Regions from separate parts of the Anas platyrhynchos genome. Here region 2 is linked to region 1. A link is a contact called in public Hi-C data. All regions are on one chromosome and are shown on one strand. Each heading gives the region's core, a stretch centred on a gene start, on an enhancer-like site or on the middle of the called end of the contact. The rest is flanking DNA. Distances are from core to core; before and after follow the strand shown. Region 1 holds the start of SAMTOR (S-adenosylmethionine sensor upstream of mTORC1). Region 2 has its middle 45 kb from the start of TMEM168.

Evidence for each region. A called contact is a pair of places that touch in the nucleus more often than the background predicts.
Region 2: a Hi-C map of skeletal muscle shows a contact between it and region 1, with 2.9 times the contacts expected there. The contact joins the enhancer-like site here to the promoter of SAMTOR in region 1.

The regions. Positions count from the first base shown.
Region 1 is chr1:28,426,892-28,433,112 of IASCAAS_PekinDuck_T2T, reverse strand. SAMTOR (S-adenosylmethionine sensor upstream of mTORC1) reads right to left here and starts at 4,025. Exons shown (of 5, transcript XM_027457409.3): 1 at 3,668-4,025. The coding sequence starts at 4,010.
Region 2 is chr1:28,507,946-28,514,166 of IASCAAS_PekinDuck_T2T, reverse strand. No RefSeq gene overlaps it. Among named protein-coding and RNA genes, the nearest start is that of TMEM168, 45 kb to the right of the region's middle. Within about 2 kb of position 3,771, at least 2 of the 8 cell types and tissues checked have an H3K27ac peak or open chromatin away from gene starts, as enhancers often do.

The DNA of each region.
Region 1 (6,221 bases), core at 2,776-5,275:
AAGACCAAATTCAGGTTTCATGAAAAACCCTAATTTCTGTACTTTCTAAGTGCTCGTGTCAAGTGTCCAGAAACCCAAAGTTTCTTGTAAGTGATGAACAAAACGCTGGAGAGCTGTTGTTTCGGCTTGTGGATCTCACCCTGGTGTGTAGAGCAATTAGGGCTCAGCGAATCCGGTCGGGTAGGAAACAGGACTCCAGAAAAACGTGAGCTCTACACTAATGAGACATATTCCTAAGTGAACACTTCACACCTCAGCGTGTTTGTTCTCACTTCAGAATGTTTTCTTTACCAAGACAATGCTTATAGGCTAACCTGAAGAATGAGGTATTTTTAGGAACCACTAGACGGGCTTTGTCTGTGCCTACTGCTGCCTTAAAGGAGTCTGACAACTTATTAATGATTAGCTAATTTAGTTGACACATTTACTTACCGTGGAAAAGGTCCTTCAGTAATTCAAATACTTATTTTGTCTCCACACTAAGAAAACCCATACTGTTTTGTAAAACTTCATGAAACCATCTAAAAATACAGAAGACACACAATAGTGCCTTAGGATCCACAGTAAGAGTATCCTGCAATCCCAAAATACCAAGTCTGCCATGGTACTTATGTTTACAAGCTTCCCCTTCTTTATTTACTCATTAACATCAGAGAGAGTGTAAGGGAAAGGGAAGGAAATTGAAAAAGATGAAAAGAAACGGAGATGAAAGAAAAGAAAGAATCAGTATTTCCACTCGAAGTCACACTAGATTAGTAATACCCAGAAAACAGGAAAAGGTAAGTACTGGTCACACAGCACAAAAGTTAAAATTGTTCAAGAAAGAAAACACACTTTTACACAAGCTTAAAAGAATTTAAGCTGAACCACTTCAAACATGGAAAATTCTTGGTCATGAATAGACTGGCATGGTCTGGGACCAAGACATTGCATTAGCCACGGTACAGAAGCACATACAAAACCCATCCACCAAACATAAGGGTAAAGATAGTTCAAAGAAAGGCAGAAATTAAAAAAGAAGCCAAGATTCAGCTTTGATAAACTTCAAGAGTTCACGGTTTTTCCTAAAGAAAAAATCTGTCGATCAACATTTCTCATAAACTTTTCTCTAGTGATTCCTTAGAAATAGCAGTAAGACGTCGTGATGAGTTCCTGGTTAAAAAGCACTGCTCTTGCACTTTGACAAGTTTGTGACTTCTTCAGAGAAGCGTTAGCTTGCAGTTTTGAAGCTCACTGCTCTCAGTTTTGTACCGGCTCATTTTCCAGAAAAAGAAAGGGGAACTATTGTGGGAAATAAACCACGAGTAAAGATGCCAGTTATAAGCAAGTCAGGTAATACATGGACTTATAGTTACAGAAACACAGGCCATGCTAACACCAGAAAGGCAAATGAATTCTCAAAGTAATCAGCTATTAAAAATCAAGCCTATATAACTTCTATCCACAAACATCTCTGCATCTCAAGGATGCATCTACTCCTCTCCAACACTTCTAACAGAACACAGTAACTTATGACCATATTACAGCTTCAAGTGGTTTCCTAGACCCTATGCAACATAATCATATACCTTGCAGAAAGGCATTCAGCATGTTTTTTTCCATCAACAAAATTAATACAAAGCACTGAAGTCCATGCAACAGCAATTCTAGCGCTGTTTGCTTATTTAGATGAAATAGAAACCAGCTTCACAGAACTCCAGTAAATGTGAGAGTAGTCAGCATAAATTAAAAAGACAATGTGAGACCCTGGAATAACACAGATAGCTCTGTTACTGCTTCATACAGACGTGGGAGCACTGTACTGGGGAGTCAAGAGACTTTCCTTGTGGACATAACCATGGATACTGCTTTTTAACCTTGTTTCTTTCATACACTCAAGTTACCACTCAAATTTTACCAAGAAATTACAGCTGATTTACTGCTTTTTTGCTTCTTTAGCAATCTGACAACTTTGATTTTGTCACAGTAATGCACTTGCCAGTCAGCGCAGCAGAGTTTTAGAAAATAAAACAAAGGCATTTCAGAAGGAAATTCTCAAGTCTGCTTTTAGAAGCAGAGAGAAACACGGGGAGAAAGACTCAGAACCTCCTTCCAAAAATAAAACTCTGGAATTGAACTAACCTAACGTATGAAGTACAGCTACTATTAATCACAGGTTACTTGTAAAGACTACCTAACCATCGGATAAGCACGTAATGGGCGGAAATCTCCTTGCTGTACAGAAGTGACATGATTAACTACTTGTTTTTAAAGCTTCTCTTTAAAGATACAAACAACATTGCTAAATTAGCATGACTAGAAGATTACTGTAAAGTTTCTAACGTGACTTACACGGCCTATGAAGTAAATTAAAGTACTGTTTTTCCCCTTTCTGTTAACCAGTTACATTCATCTGAAGACAAAACCCAACTCAGCTTTGCATACTAAGTTGCTCTTTGCTGAGCTGTGTGCTTACGCTGACTTCCATGTGATTTCGGCTTCCATCTGAAGCAATTCAGGTATTACAGAGGCTGCTTGCATTTCTTAGAGTTCACAGTGACAATGTTTGCCTTTTTTAACCTGCAGGCGCTGTGAAGTAACAGAGAAATGCGACCTGCTAGAAGCTGGACCCCTCTGCCAGGGCTGCAAGGTCTGAACGCGCCGTGTTCCCTCACCCAAATGGCACGGGAACACGGGAGAGCCTCCCTTCGGTTTTGGCTCACACTAAGGCCAAAATAAACAGCAACTCTTGACCAGTGCCTACACAGGTAGATATCTGCGCCCAAGTCCCACGGTCGGGGTCCTGTGGAGACTCCTAGCACCCAGCAAGCAGCCTGACCTTGTTGCTTTAACAGGAGTGCCACACACAGACCTCAAAGGGACACGAGGACCAGTGCCAGGAGAGGAAACGTCCCTGTTTTACAGGTGTCCTCCTGGAGGAACGCAACCAGCTGTTTGCCAGTCACTGGAGTGTGGTGGACGCCCTGACAGAATGAATGAATGAATTTCTTGTAACCTGCGCTACAAGGAAGGTCGGAGAGATCACTGAAGTCATCCTGAAGAGGCTGCAAATCCCAGAAAAATAAATCTCAACTCTTGACGCTCATCTCCAGACGTTCCTGCGATGTTTGAGGCACCCCAAAGCCACCACCACAACCCCGCCGCCCGGGCAGATCCCCAAGGGCCGGCACCACCCCCGCCACAACGCCGTGCCCCAACCCGACCCCCTCCCCGGGGCTGAAGGAGGCAGCCGGGATAACAAAGAGCGGGGCCCCCCGGGGCACCAGGGGCTCCCCAAGCACCCAGGACCTGCCGACAGCCCCAAATCCTCCCCACAGACCGCCCCAGCCCGCAGCAAGCCCCCCTTTTGGGGCTACCACCCCCCAGGACACCAAGCTCCGCGGCCGGGCGCGCCCCCTTCACCTGGCAGCATTACCGGCGCTGCCCACCGAGGCCGAAGGCGCCCTCCTCCTCCTCCTCCTCATTGCCGGGGAGGAGCAGGAAGCCAGCGGGAGCCGCTCCGGGCCGCCGCCGCCCCCCGCTCCCCGCCACACCCCCTCGGGCAGCGGGGGACGAGGGGGGCGCCGGGCTGCCAGCGGGGACCCCCCCCCCCTTGTCCTTCATCTTCCTCCTCCTCTTCCTCCTCCTCCTCCTCCTCCTCCTCCTCCTGCTGCTGCCCCGCGGTTACCTTCCCGGTACTTCTTGCGCAGCCTGCGGTGGACGCTCTTCACCACCCCGGACAGCTTCTCCTGCTCCAGCTTGCGCTCCTGCTCCGGGGGCTGCGGGGCCGGGAGGGCAGCGGCGGCGGCGGCCCCGCCGGGCTGGGGCTGGGGCTGTGGCCGGGGCCGGGGCGCGGCCTCCATGGTGGTCCCGCTGCTCCGCGGCGCGCAGCCCGGCCGAGCGAGGGCTGAGCCGGCAGCTGCCGCCCGCCCCGCATGCGCTGCCCCGCCCCGGCCCGCTCGGCATGCCGGGGGTTGGAGTCCTCCTGGGGGGATCCACAGCCTCCTCCTGGGCTGGGAGGGTCGGGACATGTCGCGACATGTCGCCGCGTATCGTGACGTGTCGTGGTGTATCGTCGCGTCACGTCACGTAGCCACCGAGGCGCCTGCCTCTTCCGATGATCCTGTGAAAACGCATCCTGGGGTGTGTCAGGGATAGTGCAGCCAGCAGGAGCGGGGAGGTGATCGTCCCCCTGTGCTCTGCTCTGGTGAGGGCGCACCTCGGGTGCTGTGCTCAGCTTTGGGCCCCTCACTGCAAGAAGGACATCGACCATGTCCAGAGCAGGGCTACGAAGCTGGTGAAGGGCCTGGAGCACAAGTCCTATGGGGAGCAGCTGAGGGAACTGGGGGTGTTTGGTCCGGAGAAGAGGAGGCTCAGGGGAGACCTCATTGCTGTCTACAGCTACCTGAAAGGAAGGTGTGCAGAGCTGGGGTCAGCTTCTTCTTACAGATAACTAGTGATAAAATGGCCTCAAGATGCACCAGGGGAGGTTCAGGTTGGAAATGAGGAGACATTTCTTCCCACAAAGAGCAGTCAGGCACTGGGACGGGTTGCCCAGGGAGGTGGTGGAGTCTACGTCCCTGGGGGTGTTCAGGGAAAGGTTGGACGTGGTGCTTAGGGACGTGGTTCAGTGGGTGACATTGGTGGTACAGGGATGGTTGGACCAGATAGTCTTGGAGGGCTTTTCCAGCCTTAATGATTCTATGATAAATGGATGCCAGCAGGCCAGTGTCCACTGGAAGCATGCGGCCCTACAAAGCCTTTATTCTGCCTTCCTGGGGCTGCTCATCCCGCCTCCATGCTGAGCGTGGTTTCCGGCATTTTGGGAGGGAAATGCATCACCAGGGCAGGACAGAACCTGCCAGCAGCAGAGCTGATGGAGCCAGGTTTTTGGGGTTTTTGTCTCCTGCTGAAGAGCTGGGGACGCAGTGTCAGGACACCGTTATTCCCTCCTGCCTCACCTGCAAGTCTGGCCAAAGGGTCACCTCCAAGGAGGGGCAGTGCTGGTGGGGCAGTGGCAGAGCATTGCCCTGTGACTCTGCCCGAGCGCTGCACAACACCCGAAGCGCTTTGATTCTCTCCTCTAAGCGCAGTTGGAACCAACAGAGGCAAAACCACTCCTCCCACACTCGTAGCAGGGACATCTGCAGTAAAGCTGTTTCCTTGTTTGACTTGGCTAGAAGCAGCTAATTGTGATCTCTGAGGATGTTCATAAACGCTAAGAAGGTAATTGCGGCTGCAGTTAAACCAGTGACAAATCACACGGACTTGGGCAGGGTCAAGATTTCATCCTAATGAGAATTCGGTGACATGTGCCACTTTGTCCAGCAGGGCATGTAACAGGTTCTTATCAGCACTCTGTCAATCCTGCCAAAAAGATTATTTCATAGCTAATCACGGAGCATGGCATCAGTCTGCCTTTCTGATAAAGTTCTTTATAAAGCTGCAATTATCAAGACAAAACAGAAAAGTCCAAACAAAAGCCTGCCATTATTATTGACTGTAAAAACATCCCTTTTTAACTTTACTCTTAGCTATGCAGTCAGATACCGCATTGCACACATCTCGCAAGTGGGTTGCAGATTGCAAGCAAAGGTCCAGCTTTTTCAGTATTGTTATTTTTCAGTAAGTGCATAAAAGAACTGCAGTCTAGTTCAGATCTTCCATTGCTAGATTTACATGCCAGTGGGTATTTTATTGTCAAAATGTTGCAGATTTTTTTATTTATTTTTTACTTAAAATACAGGAGTATTACGAAAGGAGAATTTTAATTTTTTTCTTAAAGTAAAGAGAAGCCTGGTGATATAGTTATGTTTTTCATTCAATTTTCAAACTGCAAAGAAAATGAGCACAGGTTAATTAGAAAAATATATTAATTTCACTTTACCTTGGAAAGCATCCGGAAATCTGCTTCCCATAGAGGTGATTACATTTCATATTCACAGGAAGCTAAATTTGAATTATAAAGAAGGCTTAGTGCTGGGACTCTATTTTAGCTTTCTGAAATGCTTCTGGTTTTATATGCAGGTCCACATAAGAACAATTAAGACAGTTTAAATAGAGGAGAATAAATTGATAGCTACTGGGAACTTCTTGCAAGAGGGGCAGCCTACACAGTGGTTAATGCTCCATCCACTTTTACGCTGTGTAGGATTTGTGGAAGCACAGAATTAAGAGGAAAAGCATGAGCCAGTCTTCTGTGTGTGGCGTGATTCTAGGAGGGCACTGAGGGAGCCTCTTCA
Region 2 (6,221 bases), core at 2,522-5,021, 81 kb before region 1:
TTTTCCGTCTCTTAATTTTCTGCTTTAACTAGATGGCACAAAGCTAGATAGACTCTTCCAAATGTGCCACATCAATGCCAAGTGGAAGAAAACGCAGTGACTTGAGATCCACCATGATCAGCCTGGGAGCTTTTCAGCAGGGTTGCTCTTCAGCCAGTTGGTTCCCATCTGTCCCAATGCATCCGAGTATTTCTGCCCCGGGTGCTGAACTTGGCTCTTTGTGTTGAACTGTGTGATGTTTCTGTTGGCTTGGGCCCCAAGACCTCACTGAACTGAAAGTGAAATTTTTCAGAACAGAGTTTTTCATTCACTGGCTGTAATACTGTAGAATTCGTCTTGTTTTAACTTGGAAACTTTGAAGTACCTTTAGTGGCAAATAACTTTATGTTTCCATACAAAAATCTTCAGCCAGAATTCACTGCTTTATTGTAATTGTTTCATTGTCTTAGAAGTTAGTTGGGTTTCATTTGCAGAAGTTGTGTAATGTAGGAATGAGCAAGGCTTATGCTTTAATTGTAACCTTGTTTTCTCTAATCTTGGAGCTATTAGGTTTGAATTAGCTTGTGGTCTAATTTTTTATAAGATACAATGGGTCCTGAAAGAAATTTTGCAGAGTGCTGAATTGACTCATTGTGTCCCAGGGTCAGACCTATAATTGTCAACAGTGACAGATATTTGCAACTCTATGAAGAGACTCCATATAAATCAAGAACATCTACATTTAGATTACCAAATTAAATGTCTGTTTATTTCATGTGGGTTCAACTACTTGAGGAGGAGGAGAGGAGAGGAGAGGAAAATTAACCTTCTAGCTTTTTTAAAAATGTACCAATGTTGATTGAATTATACCTTTATTGCTAATAAATGTTGTTTACCAGCTGGTAGGTAGTATGCCTAAGACTTTGCCTATTGCTCTTTCACAGCATGGTTACAACTTCATAATGAAATCACAGATTCATAGAGGCAAAAACACAGCTGTTTAAGCCCATAAAATAAATGGTTTACAAGAAAAAGCATAATCAGTAGTATCAAGTATTTTGTCAATTACATTAACAACAGAGAAATAGATAACAATGCCTATTTGACAAGAGACTGTTTTTAAGATGTTATATTTGCAAAATGCTTGTCTTTTCTTATTACAGAAAGCAACAAGACATCATGAAAGAGAGATATCCATTATTCATGAATTTAAATAATCTGACTTGCATGTGGAAAATAAGACTGAACTAGATTTTATATTGTTTCAGTGGCCTTCTAAAAATTACAGGCAATTATTGCTTGTTTTCTTAAATTAATCCTGCTTCTTCACAGGCTGATTCATTGTATGATCTTGCAGTTAGTAAATTAAATATTTTCTTATTAACTTCAGTATAATTGACACCTTGTATGACTCAGTGTGCAGAGAGTAAACAACTCAGCAGAAACATCCTGTCACATCTGTGGGGCTGATTAGACATAAACATCAGTCATGACAGTTTAGGTTCCCTGTAGTACATGTGGCTTCTCCAGATGCCCCTGTACTATAAGTATGGATATTAACTGAGACTATGTTGGTACAAAAGATCAAAGCGACTCCGAAGTAGAATATCCTTACTTTATTGCTCCATCCAATTTTTTAGGCAAAAACTGTAGATTTCAGCACAGAATTAGTGACTAGGTATAATATTCAATGGAAGAGTCATAGGCAGATGAGTCTGTATCTGTTTACTCAAATAACACATTTTTGGAGTATGGTTCTTCCATAAGACCTCAGTTTTGGTTAGCACAAAATGCTTGAATCTCCGTATTTTTTTCAGCTCTCCTGAATATGTTTCAGGGCTTTATACCTATTTTCCAAACATAAGCTCTTCTCCCTTTCCACTGAAAAATCACAGTGAAGCCACTGTGTTGTTCAGTGCAACAACTGTGCAGTTGCAACGTGCAACTCTGAAATGCAGATGAGATTCTGTTGTGTCTGTTCTAAAGCTCTGTCTTCTCCCTCCCACAGCTACTCCCATGAGAATTTAGAGCATTTCTTTCTGTCTATACTCAGGCTTTGTCTTTCAAAATCTTACAGAATAGTCTCAACTTAACCAAGTTCCGTTCATGTTTCTGACTCTATGACTTTGTATTCTCTAAAGATGACAATATATTTTGAATCATTATTTTTTGCCTTTTTAAAATGTAATTTCTTCCTTCCTTTGTTGAAAGTGGGTTCTCTAGTAACAGTGTTACTGTAGCTCTGATAGCCTAAGGGTATAAGTGAGCCAAGGTTTATAAGTCTAAGTAACATATTTTAATTACTTTATCAGTTGAAATTTTCCATAAAGAAATCAAGATTTCTCTGACACTCATCCAAGGCAAAATGAGAGATGCTGATGCAGGACTTGATTAATATATAATTAAAGGACGAAAATATAGTGACAATTAATAAAGTTTTATAGAAAAATGACATTATTAATTAATTGGAAGACAGATTCCTCCTCACCAATTCCATATTTTTGTATTTTACCGAATATATTATTTAATCGGTATTTACACCATGGATTAGCTTTCTCATTTTTCTTCAATTAAGCTCAATTTGAACCAGAAAAACCTTGAGTTTCTAACCAATGATGTGATCAGGGATCTTTAAGGCAACCTGGAAAGGACAGAACCTTTAGGAGCTCGCTGTGGCTTTTGTGGCCAGCTACAAACAGATTAGAGGTCAAGATTTTTTATATGTAAAAACTGTTTAAATGCATGTCTTACCGTGATAGTATGATTTTTTATTTTTATTTTTATTTTTTTTTTCCATTGAGCTAAATGTGACTTCATTAATTGGCATTAGACAATTTGATTCCTCTACCTAACTTCACGTTTGAGAAACCTGTTGTGAATTTAACCTTTCAGCATACATACTTGGTGTCTTTGCAAGCTATTTTTCAAAGTACTTGTTTGAAGGTTTGACTTCACTTTTTGGAAGTGTCATCAACTAACAGAAAGTCTTTTTTAACTCACTATAGAAAATGCCTCAGGGTTAGGTAATACTCCATGAAACTCCTCAACTATATTTTCAGTTAGATCCATTTGATTACATAGACTAAGAACAGAATAAGTTGACTTCTGTGAGGTATAATGCCAGTAGTTAGCTGAAGTAAGATGAAACATTTTCAGAGAACCCATTCATGGATTCTTGGCATGGATTATCTGGAGAAGATTTTTTTTTAAATACTGTGGAATTAAACTTCATTGTAGGATTATAACTAATTACAGTTTACTGTTCAATCCTGCCATTACCAAAAAAATAAAACAGGTTTCCTCTAGTAGTATGTATCAGTTTTACTCCTGGACTGAGATTATTTTATGCTTAGTCACATTTCAGTTTGAAATGCAGTTTAACAAGCTTATTTCTTTCCACATTTGAGAAGGTTACTTCCAACGTGTTCAGAAGTTTGCAAAAATAAGTCTGAATTTTGTGGCCTAGTAGAAATAACTACAACTGAAGCGACATGGAAAATCAAAAGTTCATCTGAAGTCTCTCAGTACATTGCAGAGTTGGAATTGGAAGCATGTGTCCCTGTATCGAGAGACCAGGTTTCCTGACTTAAGCTAAAGTTATTTATCACATAGTTCAAGAAGGATCGTTGTCCTTAGTGGAACCTTGTGCTTTGCCTTTGTTGAGTTCAGCAGTAATCTGTCTGTCTGATATAGTTGCTTACAAAAACTTTGCATCCATGTAAAACTTCAGACAGTTGCACTTTTCAGAGTAGTTAACAGTAGACTTAAAATGAAAAAGTAGCATTGCATAGTGAGCATTGCACTCATACAGGTCACCCTTGCTAAAGATTAATCTGAACTATGTCACAGCTCTTGGTGTCAAGGCTATCAGTGTGTCAGTGCCAATATTTATTAATTCCTGAGGAAGCCAAAACCACTTCAGTGAAAATTTATCACCATTGCAAGTTTCCCTCTGTACAGTATTTTTTTCACTAACATACCAAAAAAAGATTGTTTGTCTCAAATCACTTTGAAGTATTTCACAACAGCCTTTGTGTGATGAATTTTCAAAATAATATTGTACTACACGGCTTGCAAACTTTTATCATAAATATAATAGAATGAAAGAATGCATAAAGTCTCTTTTGCATTATTTTTATTTGATCTGCATTTAAGACATTGATGCATAAATTATATTTCTTTATTGTGATTCAGTACAAGCTATTTAATTAAAGAACCAATTAAAATGATTCTATTTTTAAAATATTCTCTTATTCTAGGTTAACTACTTTTTCCTTCTCTGTATATATACATGTATATATATATATATATATATTTTTTTTTTTTTTTTCAAGCAATACCCCCTATTTTTATTTGGGAAATATTTTTGTTCAGAGACTTGGAATCCGTTCCTTCCCTTGATTTTTGTAGGGCTGGAAATCTTCCATTATAATTTTGCTTATAAAATATGCAACTCTAATAATTTAATTGGTGCTTCTTTTATCTTCCCCATGGCAATGATTGTTCTGTAGACAACAGAGGCCACATCTAGCTGCTACTGAAACCAGACTCTTTCTCTTGTAATCTCAATGGAGAGTGAAGCAGGTTTCATGAAAATGGATGATAGCTTGTAGATCAAACAAAGGTATCCCCGTGTTGCTGTGTGATGAAGATGCATCTCAACACCCTTCTGTTCTGTCCATTTCTTGAGAGAGCACTGCTCTTATATATTATAAGCCAGTACTGCAGCCTCAGCCTGCAGATCCTACTACTAATTAAGTAGTAGGTACTACTTCTAATTAAGCACTTCTAATCAAAACTGATAATTTCTGTTAAATGAATATTTCTCTTAAATGAGGCATACTAATATTTCAAGAAGTTTGTGTTGCCATTACAAAGCCTATACATCTGGAGTTCTTTTCTATCTGAAATTTATTTCAAAGCATTTTTCCACTCAGAAAATGAAGCTGTCCTGTTTCATGTCCTGATTCCAAACTGAGTTGAATGCCCCAGCTTTCAGCAGCTCTTAGGTCTTGTTCCTGGAATAGGAAGATTTCTGTCACCTGAAGATTATTTATCGGTATGACTGAAGGCAGTGTGACTGTAACTTCCGAGAGCTTCTGCTGAGGACTTGCTGTGTAGTATTTACAAGATATTTAGCATCTTAATTCATAGGTGTATCAACATTTGAGACCCAAAAATGAGACAACTAGCTGAGAGAAAAGACTATTTGGGATGCCACTGAGCTGCAAGCAGTTAGCATCCTCTGGGAGGTGCTAGTGCTTTATAGTATTGTGTTCCCAGCTTATACATTGTGGGGCATGTCTTTCTAGTGAGGCACTGAATGCTTTTTATTCTTATCAAGTCTGGGGAAGCTGGGGAGGAGTAGTCTTGGAAAACTGGTCTCTTAAAAGCGTCATAAATTTTACTCATTTTAGATCATTTCTCTGAGTGGCATTATTAGCATATGCATTTATTTTTTATAGAATCTTTACTAATTTCACTTTCTCATACAGAATGAAAGATTTCAACTAGAAAAAAAATGCATTATTTCTGCATTTAAGTCCCTATGACAGCACATTGATCTACAATGATACTGAACAAGAAAACTATCTCACTATTTTTATCCAGGCATGGATGCACATACCTTGTTTTACCTGGCATAATTATGACCAAAATGCTGCAAAATCTGGAGGAGATCCTCTGTTCCTTTGTAATACAAGTAACATAAAGGGAACAGGGTTACTAAGGCCTTACAAATTAAATGCCTTCATATTTTCCTTGTCAACCTTTCACATGCTTAGTGCTCATTTCAGCTTGCTAAAAAGAGCCTTTATTATAGCATTATAGTATTTGATTTTATATTTCTCACTGCAGATTGTTCAGATAACTGTTCTGGCTGCCTCTGCACCTGTTTTGGATCCTGCAGAGACAGTTGCTCTTTGTAAGTCTTGAGGACCTGTGACCTCTTTCTGTGCTTTCCCTGCTCTTGCTGCAGAGAGTTCTCCTGTGCCTTTGCTCTCCTGGGGCAAGGGCTTCTCCAGCCATACTTTCATGTCCCTCACATCCACACTACAACACTTCTGCTGTCTTTTAAGCACAGTTTAGAAACCATTTGCACAGTTCTTCTCCTGAATGTAAGACTTGTACTAGTTTTGTTTGTGTTGCAACCCCATATTGGGGGAGGAGAGGTGGAAAGAAACAGATTAAATTGAATTTTGGCATAGTTCTGTTTGTCATGCTTTTGTTTCATAAATTAGAAG